2 separate regions of the Oryzias latipes genome follow, and region 2 is linked to region 1. Evidence: chromatin contacts called from public Hi-C data. All regions are on one chromosome and are shown on one strand. The core of a region is the stretch at or near the end of the contact, and the rest is flanking DNA. Distances in the headings are between cores, read along the strand shown. Region 1 holds the start of dnaaf5 (dynein assembly factor 5, axonemal). Region 2 has its middle 18 kb from the start of ccp110.

Region 1 (6,365 bases), core at 3,574-6,073:
CAGCATGTAACCGCGTCGTCCTGTTAATTTTCTGTCTGGATGACCCCGAAGGCCGGCGACAAGAGGCCGATTTCCTCATTTGTTACTGATCCCTACCAGGCAGGCTTTGAAATTTCACGGCTCTTATTCACGACCGGACTGAACTGCAGTTTGCCTGCCTAAAAAAAAAAAAGAACACACACAAACCAAACTGTTGACTACTCTGAGGGGTCAGGGTGGCAATTGCAGGGGTGACGTGTGATTGTTGGATTTTTGTTATTTTTATCTCGGGGAACATTCCTGTAGGCTCGTCTGCGAGGGTGAGGTCATGGGTGTAGGTGAGTCAGTTTTACCAGAAAATAGATCTCAGTTAGATAACATGCGTGAAAAAAACAAACTCTGCTGGGAAACTTATTTGCAGAAAAATGTTGATGGTATTCTAATGATTTTGTCTGCTATTTAAAAAAGAGTGAAATGCGATATTGAACAAACAGAACTGGTTTGATCAAAGACTTGAAACCCTAGATTTGAAAAACAAATGCTTTGTTTTTCTACCAGAGATGGCATTTCGGAGAAGTGACCTCACTGAATCCCTCGTGTACAGTGGTGTTATTAAAGAGTGTTCAGCTAAAGCCCCTTTGAAAGTCATTTTATCATTAAATCTATTCCTGTACCCAAGAATCCAGGCAGGAAGTTAAAGGTGCAAAAATTAAGGCTAAGAGAATAAAAACGGTGTTTCACTCTGTGTCACACCAGACTTCCCGACGACACTGATGCAGAGTTCACAGGAAGATGTGTTTGTAGTTGGTGTGAATGAGTTAAACAAGGTTACTGGAAGAACACTCATTCTCAGGTAAAGAAGTTAAAAACAGGTCAACTACATCTAAAGCCCAGCCAACCCCACTGACCTGCTGGTATTCCTGGCAGACGCTGGGCTGGACCAAAGTGTCGGCAATCTGCTGGAGGTGTGGCTTGAGGAGTGGTTTGGAGCAGCCTTGCAGAACTGCAGCCAGAACCATTAAGGGGGCCCAGGAGCAAGCGGAAGAGTGTGGGGTGTTAACACGGTCCAGCAACAGCTTGAGGAAGACGGGCGGAGGAACAAAAGTCCCTATCAGTTTTGCAGCTGCCAGGCACTGGCAGAGACAAAGAGATGAAGGAGATGATTTGTCCATTTTTTTTCTCATTTTGATTATTGAATGGAAACAATAAAGTGATACAAGTTTCTTATAGACCCACGTTTTTGACCACCTCCTTTTCTGTCTCTGTACAAGTGCGGTAGAGGGTCTCTAGCAGGGGCTGCAGATGCTGAGTGCTGTGGTCCTCAGCATGCAGCAGCAGCACAGAGAGAAGCTGGGAGGTCCTGATGCGCGTCGGCACCAGCCAGTCAGTCAGATCATGGGTGATAGCTGGGATCAGCCTCCCGAGGTTTCTTACAACCAATTCTCTGCAGCCCAAAACTGGACGATCCACTGGAAGACAAAACAACAAATGTAACAATGAAATAAAAAAATCGAGACATATCTTGCTCTAAATAATTGCCCTTTAGGGGTTTGTAAAAGCTTGTGTTTTCTCAAATTGTTGATTCGATTGTACATCCCTTTCTTTCCTCAGAAAAGAAGGACCAGAGATAAATCAGAGAAGCATGCTACAGCAAGACCAAACAAGAGCATTTCTGGTGGTCTCCCTCTGTCTTGCAGTGACCTCCTACACTTTGGGAGGGCTGGCAGATTTACGAAGGCAAGACAGGAGACGCTCTTCTTTCTTTCCTTTAATGTCCAAAGACTAAACTGGTTTTTGGTGATTGTTTTTTGCCTTTTTTTGGCAGGCTAGCAACTTTGATTAAATGCAAAATAAGAATAGAAGTTACACATCCCGTTGGGATGGGTTTGTGAAGAAATTAGTGATGTTTTAATTGAGTTTTTATTTTCTTGTCACCAATTTTTTGTGTTTCTATTTCACTTGTGAATTATAAACAATTTTAAATATAATGGACAGTTTGGCTTGTAACAACTGTGCTGTTTGCTGTTTAATAATCTGGATTTCTTTTTTACTTTGACAGAGTTTTGTTTAATGCTGTCAACAAAACAAGCATAAAAATGTCTTTTTACAGTGGCATCCTTATGCCACTGCAAATTTTGAGCTCAGCTGTGGGCTAAAGCATCAAGTCATCCTCTCCCTTCACTGTTTGTGGTTGCAAACTGTGTTAAAATAATTCATGGAAATGGAAAGGGTCTGGCTGCAGGGCTGTGAGGTGGTGGGGTGGCAAACCCTGTCGCCTCACAGCAGGAAAGAATCCCAAATCCCTGCTTTGTCCTTTCCATGTGAAGTTCTGGAAACTCTGGCATGGGAGCCCAAAAAAATGTTTTATAAGTTCATAAGTGACTCTAATTAAAACTCTTAAAAATAAGTGTGCTTGTTTGTGTATGGACTGCCAAATTGTCCAGTGTCCAAGGCCTTTGCCCTTAAGTATTTGGGATAAGCTCCATCAACCTCAGTGACCCTGCACAGGACTAAGCGGGAAGAGGAGATAGATGCATGGATGCAAATAGAAAAGGAGATGATGATCTTGTTTTACCTGCACAATTGAGATAAAAAAAAGTGTAAAATCAAGTTGGGCCAACCATGCATCTCGTACGTCCATTATCTATTGCTTTTCCAGAACTAAGTTTGGACTCAGAGCACAAGCATCCTCCTCTCCCCCCACCTTCATGTCTGAGGAGATGTGGAGGCAGAGGTACAATCTATTTATTTTATCCAAAATTATCCCAACCAGCTCCTCCAGATAACACAGCTTCTCTTCCATGTCATACATCTAAGCAAAACCATATTTTGGGGAAAAAACTGATTAGTACATCAACTAAATAAGAGGTCAAGCTAAATAATCCTCAAAACACGAAATAATACTCGGTCTAAAGAGAATGTTTGTTCTTGTCTTCATATCTAGAGTGGTTTGATGACAAAAGATGCGGTGGATCAAGAACCATTTTACAATAGCTATTTTCTTTAAGTTTAACATTATTATGTTATGCATTAAACTATGCCAAATTTATGAAGAAACTTCTCCAGTAGCTGACCTCCTGGTGGGTAGTGTGCTGGAGGAGCGAGAAGAAAGTCCATCTTGTCTTTTATGTCCTCCTCATTTTCCTTCTCCCACTGTGTTCCTGCTCGTTTCCATAAATCGGCTGCTAGAAGTCTGGAGTAAAAAAGAAAAAAAAAATCCTTTTAAATGATCTTTATCCATCCCTTATTTGTAACTGATTTGGAAAATAAAAAGCCACACACTTTATATGGAGTTACTTAAATTAATTCTTTAAGAGAGCAACAAATGAAAGGGAAGTTTTTGACCTTATTTCTGGGATTTCATCAGTGGTGTTGCTCAGCAGGAGAGGAATCAGTTTGTGAAAATAAGAGTATCTGTCTCTCAGGTGCAACAGCCAATTCCCAACCACGGCAGTCACAGCTTTTCTCACCTGTACCAAAAAAGGGACCTTTAAACATTTGTTCTATTGAAGAAAACTCTGTCTATACACACTCCTACAACAAAGGCTTTAGAAAAAAAAAAAGAAAAAAGAAACATACCAGAGAAGATCCTAAAAGAAGGAGACAAAATTAACCTGTGGTGAATCATCCAAAAATCTCTGACTCAGGTGTGGGAGAACGTCATCCATGTTTCTTCCACTCCCGTGTTGAATGACCGACCCAGTGGCTTCGATGACTGCCACCCGCACCCGTGAGTGCTGATGAGTTATCGTCATCATGAGAGGCTTGACAAGACTGTCAGCTTGCATGTGAAAATGCTCTGAAAGGAGAAAGAAAATCATTTTTTGTTTATGGCCATCATTTTCAGTACTAGACATTTTCTTCTCTGCTTTTAATCAACACACAGCAAACAAGATGCCTCCACCTTAACCTCCTCCATCACACCAACAGCACAAAACTCACCACTATCTTACAGCTCTCATACATGTCCTACACAACATTTCTGATTATTTGAATAAATAAACAACTTTTGGAAATGTGATATTACTTTTCATTGGTTATTTTTTTCCCTCAAGGTTTCTTTCTTGTGAATTAAAGTGATTAAATAGTTAGATGCTTTTCATTTTAAAAGATGGATTTCTATAAAATAAAAAGAACTGCAGCTATAACAGCTGTATTAATGCCGACGTGACTGTGTACATCGAAACCATGGCAACAGACTTTCTAGCCAATCAATGAGACCCTTTTACAAACCTGGAACAGTCTGCGCAAGTTTGACGGTGCATCTGCAGCTTTCTCTTTTAACATCCGGGAAGGGGTCGACGATAGTTCTCTGTAAAATTCTGATCATTTCGCTCACATAAGGCGCCAAATGTTTTCCGCAAACCTCCACGGTCAGACTCAACAGATCCACGGCCGACAAACGAAGCTCTTCCGCCGGTTCTAGAATCTCGTTCTCACCAAACCGCTGAGCCAGACACGGCATTAAATACGGCAGGAACTCCTCGGGTTTGGGAACACAACGAATAAACTCTGTTATGACTGAAATAGCAGTTTCCCTGCATCTTTCCATTGGGTCTGAAAGACATTTGAGAAGAGGTTTGAGAAGGGCTGAGAATATTTCCTGGAGGACGCCGCTGGAAAGTCCTTTGTCCACCGTCTCTTTCTTTATGAACTCGATAGCTCTCTTTCTTGTCGCTTTGTTGTCCTCGTTTAGGCAGTTTAAATGATGGGCAAGTCCTCTTAAAACTTCCGAGGAAACGTGCTCCTCTCCACCTGCTGTTGCTGCCATCTTGACTGTCGTTATGGTAACCTGACGCTGCACGACAAACAAAGGGCCGCTTTACGGTAGCGACGTATTCAAAAATGCCAAAGCTTTATTGTTTGCTCGTCACAAACACTAACACGCAGATATTGGGTCTGCCTGTCGACTTTTTAGAACAAACTCATTAGGAAAAGTTGTCAGAATTTTCTACAAAAACAGAAGCTGTTTAAAAAAAAGAGTTACGTCATGAAAATAGGATCATGTCTCATAAACGTTATAACCTAGAATTGTAAGATACTACCCAAAAACTATTTTTTAACCTGTAATATATAATAAAATTAACCCCTTAAAATGGAAAAAGAAAAAAGAAAGATATTAGCAAGCTAAATAAAACAAGTTATGAGAAAACAAACAGTCAAAAACATTGTGTTTGTCTTTTTGAGAATCTGTATTACTTGCAAGTGTCATTTGGTTCAAGGACTCTTGTTTTCTAATATTGAGGTATATAGTAGGCCTAATAAGATATCATGCTAGGTGTACTTTTATTATTAATATTTTATCTAAAAGTTGGACAAAATCAGCAATAACTTTTCCAACCTTTCTAAGAATTTCTTTCAATTTGAATACATTGGCTAATTAATTTGATTAAATATAACTTCTTACTAGTCCCCCCCCAAAAAAGACAAACAGTAAGCATCCGACTACATGAATCAACAATATAATCAGTTATCAAACAGCCAAAGATTAATGTTTTTAAAATAGTACATTGCCTTTGAGGCTCATTAATTCAGACTGCGTCTGAAGCAGAGATATATGGTTATAAACGGAATGCTCTCAAATTTTTAAATATAGCTCAACAACTGCATAAACTTTTTTTTTTATTATGATCATGTCTTTTGGCACTTTGTTTATTTATAGCAAGTATTTCTTGGATGGTCCATTCATGGAGATTAGGCAGTTCTTAATATGGGGTTACAATGGATGGAGATGAGACGTGTGCTCACTTTAAACAATGTTGTTTCTCAGCACATTATGTTATAGTTGCAATTCTGCTGGCTTAATCAGCCAGACATGGAGCAAACTGACCACTGCAGAAGGGCCAGTGCTCACTAGTGATCCCAATCAGTGACCTGGGTATCTAAAGAAACTCAAAACAAGTCAGAAGCAACAGCAATATTTGTAAATATTTGACTGATTTTTTTAAGTGTACCTATCCAACAAACGCATTTTCCCCCCAAAAAAGAATTGCTTTAACAAATAAATGACCAAAAACAAGTACTTTCATTTTTGTTGCATGTTTGTTTATTTACTTACTGGTGGTTGTTTCCTTTAAGTGTTTTTTTTTTTTTACCTGTAGGCGCGTTGCCACGTGCCTGGCCTCGAGAGAGCGCCGCTGCGGTTCTAAAAAAAAATGACAGATTGACGTCAATGGAACTGACGCAGAGGCAGAGCAGCAGCAGCAGCAGCATCCCGCTAACCAGCAGCACCTCATCCATCTAGCACCAGCAGCAGCAGCAGCAGAAGCAGAGGGGTGTTTTCTCACTGAGCATCCTCCAGAAAGAACGGTAGGGACATCACCGCCCCACTTGTGTGTAGAAGAAAGCCATTTGAACCAGGCCTTCAAATGGCGTTAGGGTTATTT
Region 2 (6,285 bases), core at 283-2,782, 120 kb after region 1:
GAGAGTTTTCAATGTGGAAGCCCGAGACACGTGTTTAATCTCATTTACATAAACTTTTCATTGGAAGTGGCCTCTTGAATATGCGTTGCAAAGGGCGGTGTGACCGTAGCTTTAGAGGTGTCCCCTAAGGGTCCATCCTGGGTTTAATTTAGGTCGTCAACAGTACTGAAAAAAAATGTTTTTTTTTCTGTGTTTCCTCAGTTGGGACTTTTAGGTAATTTCTCCTTTGTGGAATCCATAACGTCCTAATCTATTCTATTCTATTCTATTCTATTCTATTCTATTGTTCTCAGTGGGTCTAAATTTTGACAAATACAACGTTCAAGATCAGTATGTGATACTTCTAAATGTTATGATATCCTTTCAAGTTCATAATGAATACATTGCGTCCCTGCTACTGCTATGCAAGTGAAATAGCATCTGCAGCATTTCAAATAAGAAACTGCAGCTGCTTATGGGAGAAGTTTTAGGGACAATTCCAAACAACTTAGTCTCCATTGCTCTTGATGAAAGAAATTGTCTCATTTGGAGATAGTGACAATTTCAGGAGTAATTTTCCTTTCCCTAAAATGCTCAGAAAAACCTTAAAACTTCAGATTGATTGAACAGATTGATTGCAAGGTCCACAATTCTGTGTATTGGGAAGTCTCAACACTACTCCTAAAAAACATTATATTTCTAAAGCATTTGAAAAAGTTTCCAGTAAGACGCCTCTTCTCCCTGAATCAAACAAAGCGGCACCTTTTGCGTTTCACTAATTACACGATTGTAGCAAAACAAAGGAAAGATGTTTGTCCGCAGTGCAGGAGTGAAACAGAATATTGGCACAAACAACTTTCCACTATGATTTCTGGTGGTCTAGACATTACCTGGAATTGGGTCATTCAATGAGATGATATGTTCACACAGAGCGTAAAACCTGCAACTGCATAATTAGGGTGGGCTCTTAAGCCCAACTAAAGTCCATGTCTCAACGTGATTGAGAAGCTGTCATGCAAAACCCTGTAAACAGTAAAGAAATGAAGCAAAACTTTGAAAAGAATGAGCCAATCTGTGACGAATTGAAAATAACGAAGATAATGTTTTATCTCGAAAAACCCAGCTATTATCAAGTATTATTTCAGTATTTCAAAGGTCAGGCAAGGACCAGATGAACGCTTGTTACTATTTGATAAATAACACCTAAAAGGGGGAACCATTTGTCTCCTATGTGATGTATGTGACTGCATGTGGTGTTTCGATCTGATGGCAAGTCAATGTTGCCAGGAACACCATACTAAGCTGTGTTTGTGTATGTGTGAGATTGTATAGTGTCTCGTAAAAGAACTGTGGCTGTCCCGCACCCCTTTTTTACTCTCCTCGTCTGCTGTTCAACAGAGAAGTGGAAAGTCCATAATCAGAATCTGGAAACTGCAACCACAACCAGCAAATTCACAGAACACTGATTCATTGACTTGCATTGCACACACAAACTCAGAGACACACTTGGGGTGGGGAACAGGAGCAGCAGCAGTGGTCGTAGCAGTAAATTGGTACAGGCATCCGTCAGAAGCCCCATGAGTCACCCACTGGAAAAAGCACAACTCTCCAAAGCCAAAGTAGATATTCATCAAAAGTGATTGCGGCCAGCACCAACTCCTGCAAAAGCACAGTCAGATATATACATACACAATTATTTGACATACACATCGGCTCATGGTTATGTGCACACATGGCAGCACATGTTAAATGAATATCCATGCATGCACACAAGGAGTCTAGGGAAATTTTGTGGTGTTGATGTTAAGACCAAGGAAAGGTAGGAGGTGCATGCCTTCAGAAGAGACTGCTCAAACGCTGCAGAGCACTCATGGGCTTTTCATATTCTAAATGAAGGTTCACCTCACAATATAAACACAGACGAAGGAACCAACATGAATTAAACCTGCTATTATTTCATGCTTTTGTGTATTTGAGCCACTAATTGAGAAGACAGACGCTGCAGCAAGTAGAAAGAAGGCGTGGAACGTGGAGACCAACCCAAAGAGAAACATTTGATGCAGTAGATCAACGCCACACAAAGAGAGTTGACAACTTTCCAGCTAGTTTATGCCAAAGCGACAGAGAGGATTCAGACGCACAAAAGACGTTCAAGCTGAGTTCCTGCTGTGCCTGAGTAAAAGTCGACACTAAAGGTTTCAACACCAAAAGTTGGGCTACACTTAGGTGAACCTGTCATTTCTGTGAACTCCATCAGGTATCTGAAGCCCCAAACATGAACACAGGGAAAGATGAGAGACACACACAATTGTCCAGGAATCTAAATATCGTTAGAAAAGTTGATGTCAAGTTGGTCCATCAGCGTCTCGTGTCAGCTACCACACGCCATCTACCTCAATCTGCTTTTCTTTTTATTATAACAGTATTCATCAGATCCAACAAACTTTAAAAAACAACTTTGTTGCATGAATGTTTTTTAATGGCTTCCGGTCAAAAGGTCAAAATTGTCTTAGCAAACATTTTTTTTTTTAAACTCTGATAAACTTAGAGAAACCAAAGTTTAATGCTAGCACACGATTTTTTAAAATATTCTTTTTGTTGCTGGTTCCAATTTTTTTTAAACATATATTTGTGTCAGAGGCAGTCTAAGAACTGTTGACAGCAAAGACATCTTGGGACTAATACGTTTCGATTGATTGTCATTGCATTTAAAATAATTGAGTCTAAAAAATGCAATCATAATCAATGGTAGCCTAATTAACATCTCGGTTTTTGGGTTTTATTACATCATCAACTGAGTTAAAATTATCGATAACAAAGAACAGAACTTGCAGAGTGAAGAGAAAAGAAATCACTACATGTTAGTGGAGTGCATGAAGGTTAATGCTGTGAATACATGAAACATCTAATTCTTATAAAGTCTTAAACTCATGGTCCTACCTTTCTACCTGAAATGACCTATTTAATCAAAAGATTATGTTACCTGTTTGCCATTTTAGTTTGTTGGTCAACAACTTTATTCCAACAATAACTCTGCAGACAACCTTTAGTGTTCCAAATGCTTTTCAAATAGAGAAAGATGATGGTTAAATACAAATACAAAACACACAGGAAAGCACATTTGTCAGTTCCCTAAATATGATTTTTGGCCTCCTCTCAAAGATATGTTCTGCTTCACTTTGTCCTGTGTGGTCTTCCAGGACGGCACTGCAGAGATTCCTGAAACATCAGACAGAGTGTGGGTGTGGCCACCAATTGCAGCCGACACCTCACACATGACCTCCTCAGGGTCAGCAGGTCAGATCCTGATAATCCTGTCTTGTAGCTTGCTTGGTGTTCGTGTGTTTGCCCTCCCTTGAACAGGGCTGACGTATGCTTGAACTTCTCTTGCTTTTTCATCAGAACAGATGCAAAGTTGCAAAATGTTTTAAAATGCATTTTCTGAAAATGATGCTATATGTGTGTAGAAGAAGGAATACATGTGAAATGTGTCTGGAAGGGGTTCAGAGGGGCCACACCTGCAGGAGAGCTGCATGGAGCCTCACGATTAGGTACCAGAACCCGAAGAATGATTAAACAGGGTGCAGAGGGCCCCCCTCCCCAAAGCACCCATATGCATTGTTAATTCAAGCTTTTCCCATCATATTGTGGAAAAGGGAACAAAGCACAACAGACAGGTGCACTCGGAGCGCTCACAGAGCAGCACAGTCAGCTCCTTCAGCAAAAAGAAGAAAGAGAAAAATCAAAGAACCGAGAGGGAGGGGGGATGAGGTGAAAGATTATAGTCAATGTGGGGAGATAAAGTGCCCAATGCATAAAGGCTTTACTATTCACCCCTTTTCTTTAGCTTCCAGTGAAGTGTGCTCCAAAACACGCATAATGACATAAGATAAAGTTGTAGTTTTATTCTTTGATCAAAGCTTTTAATCTGATGTGCTTTTTTCAGACTATTTTTATTTAATTCTGGTCCACAGTTTTAGAGAAGTGATCCAAATTAAGAAAACAAGATCCTAAAAAACTAGTTCGATTTTGGGAAACATCTTAGGAAATGACTTTTTTAATCAACTTTTAAATCTATGTTAGCTTTTCCCATTTGTTTAAAGCAAAACGTCATCACTTGCATTGTACGAATTTAGATATATACACACATGTGTGTGCATGCATAATTTTGAGGAATGTCTTCCCTGAATGTATAATGGCAGCTGGGATAATTAATCATGTGGCAAACAGACAGAGGACTGGGGTCTGTGGAAGTGTGCATGTGCAGTTATCATGTCACACCGGACCACCAGCAGTTACGAGTGTGCCATTTGTCTGCGCATGTAAATTCCTTGTACATCTATGCGTGTTAGTGTGACTTCTCAGCAATGGAGACACCAGGACACTTGGCACCACGCTGACGTGACCCAAAATTCAACCCTGCGGGATGCCACTGGCAGTCTGACATGAAAAATGGCGGCAACTAAAGCGCATCACAGAAAACAGTAACCAGGTGCTATCACGGTGCATGGGTAAAACAACATCAGACTTCAGGCTTTAGGTGTGTTTTTTCCCCTCTACTAAGCTGACCTCTTTGAACTACAAGAACTTTCATAGAGAGAAGAAGGGAAACAGCTTAAGACACCTTTGGGCGCTTGTGTTACAAGCTGCAAGAAGAAACATGATATCTGTATGCATTTCTCTCTTGGGAACGATCCAATGTTGAGGGATTTTGACTCCTCTGCTCGTATAGAAACATGCTTCTGTGTACACAGTTCTTCTCCGCTGGCAACGTCTTCCTTTCTCTCCGTTTTTACTGAAAGACGTGTTTGTTGGTTAAAGGTTGAATTATAGGTTGAATAAACTTCAATAGGATCTGGATTTGGGCCTCAAGCCAGTGGGCCTTATCTAGCTTTGGCATTTAGCACTTTCTATATGAGAGCAAGGAAGCTTCTCAAGCCTTTGATTCAGATTTTATCAGTTTAACAGGCATGTGATTATGTTTGAGTTATATGAGCTTCAGCACACTTCAGGCCTACTTGCAAAGGCCAACTTTACTTTTTTTTTTTTTTACTTCCACTGCATGGAAAAGTTTACTTTTGTGCTGACATCACATTAGATGTGTTCATCCCTTAAGGTATCAAGGAGTTACCCTGAAGAAATGATGACCCCCACCCCCTCCCCTCCTTTCTTCTACAATTGCTCCTTTCAGACCTGCTATTTTTGATCCTCTGGGCGGTGAAGTTGGGTCAGAGAGTCAATCTAATGAGCTATTAGCTGAGGGGATAGTAGTTTATAGAGGAAAGGTTTATGACTCAGGTGTATCCCACCCACAAGCACTCACCTGATGGGAGCTCAATTGTTTACTCTGGGGTGTGAGACCTTTGGGACTACAAGAGATCTGCTTCAGGACATTGTGATGGACCAGCAGCATGTCCCCATTTCGACTCCAGCCAATAACTTTGATTGCATATTTTCTCTTGTTTCCTGTCATATATTCATCACTCTCAATGCAAAGATTTAAAAAAAAAACATGTTTTAAACCTAAATGCTTTGAAAATGCTCAAATGCTCCATCAACGTTTGCAGATACCTTTAAATTAGATACCTTTAAATTGGAGTAAATTAGGTATAGTCTCTACCAAAGAAATGAGAATTACAGGTAGGTACGTGGCATGTTTGCATGTCTTCTCGTGCTCTTAGCCTATATTTATACATTACAAAGTTAGTTATGTAGTAGTTATGATCACAGAGCAAAGAGGAAGTCTTCCACCAGTACAACAAATATTGATATGTCCTTGTGGCTTTTCTGGGATGTTTTCAAGATTTAATAAAGATCTGAAATTTAGATCTTTGCAGTGAAATGCCACATGTCTTCACTTCTGATCTCTTGTGGTGCAATCTTAGCCTCTTTTTCACCTACTGGCAAAGGTGAGTGTGGAAAGATAATCGGGAAGTTGCTCTCCTTTGTGGTTAAAATCTACCAGCCAGGAGGAGGATCCCACTAGAGCCAGCCAGGAGTCCAGGAACACTGCTGCCCCAAAAGAGTTAGAGAGAAGCTTCCAGAGTCGGATATAGTTTAATATGTTTACATGGAGTACACAGAAGTATTTGGGCATCAATGAAGACTAAAGTGTTCGTTCTGCAGCAGAGATTTGTCCATGTAGTCAAAATTGAGTCATACAAGTCATTAAGTTCCCAGATAGTGAAAACGTAAATGAACTTCTTTCATTTCCATGTTAATGGCCTAGAAAAATTAACCTATTTAGGGATTTTTTTCCCCTATAGATCAAATAAATATTTGATCACTTTCTTTTAAGCATGAGGT

Evidence for each region. A called contact is a pair of places that touch in the nucleus more often than the background predicts.
Region 2: a Hi-C map of embryo shows a contact between it and region 1, with 4 times the contacts expected there. The contact joins the enhancer-like site here to the promoter of dnaaf5 in region 1. A contact is called at or near these places in 2 of 5 Hi-C or Micro-C datasets (embryo and gastrula embryo).

The regions. Positions count from the first base shown.
Region 1 is chr8:11,350,687-11,357,051 of ASM223467v1, forward strand. It overlaps dnaaf5 (dynein assembly factor 5, axonemal), which reads right to left and starts at 4,824. Exons shown (of 13, transcript XM_011478184.2): 1 at 4,213-4,824; 2 at 3,594-3,778; 3 at 3,325-3,449; 4 at 3,054-3,172; 5 at 1,216-1,448; 6 at 888-1,112. The coding sequence starts at 4,750. It overlaps prkar1b (cAMP-dependent protein kinase type I-beta regulatory subunit), which reads left to right and starts at 6,132. Exons shown (of 11, transcript XM_011478185.3): 1 at 6,132-6,288. LOC110015473 (a long non-coding RNA gene) reads left to right here and starts at 1,379. Exons shown (of 2, transcript XR_002290678.1): 1 at 1,379-1,469; 2 at 1,591-2,386.
Region 2 is chr8:11,469,254-11,475,538 of ASM223467v1, forward strand. No RefSeq gene overlaps it. Among protein-coding and RNA genes, the nearest start is that of ccp110, 18 kb to the right of the region's middle. Within about 2 kb of position 1,533, at least 1 of the 8 cell types and tissues checked has an H3K27ac peak or open chromatin away from gene starts, as enhancers often do. A contact at or near this core is called in embryo, where this site is marked.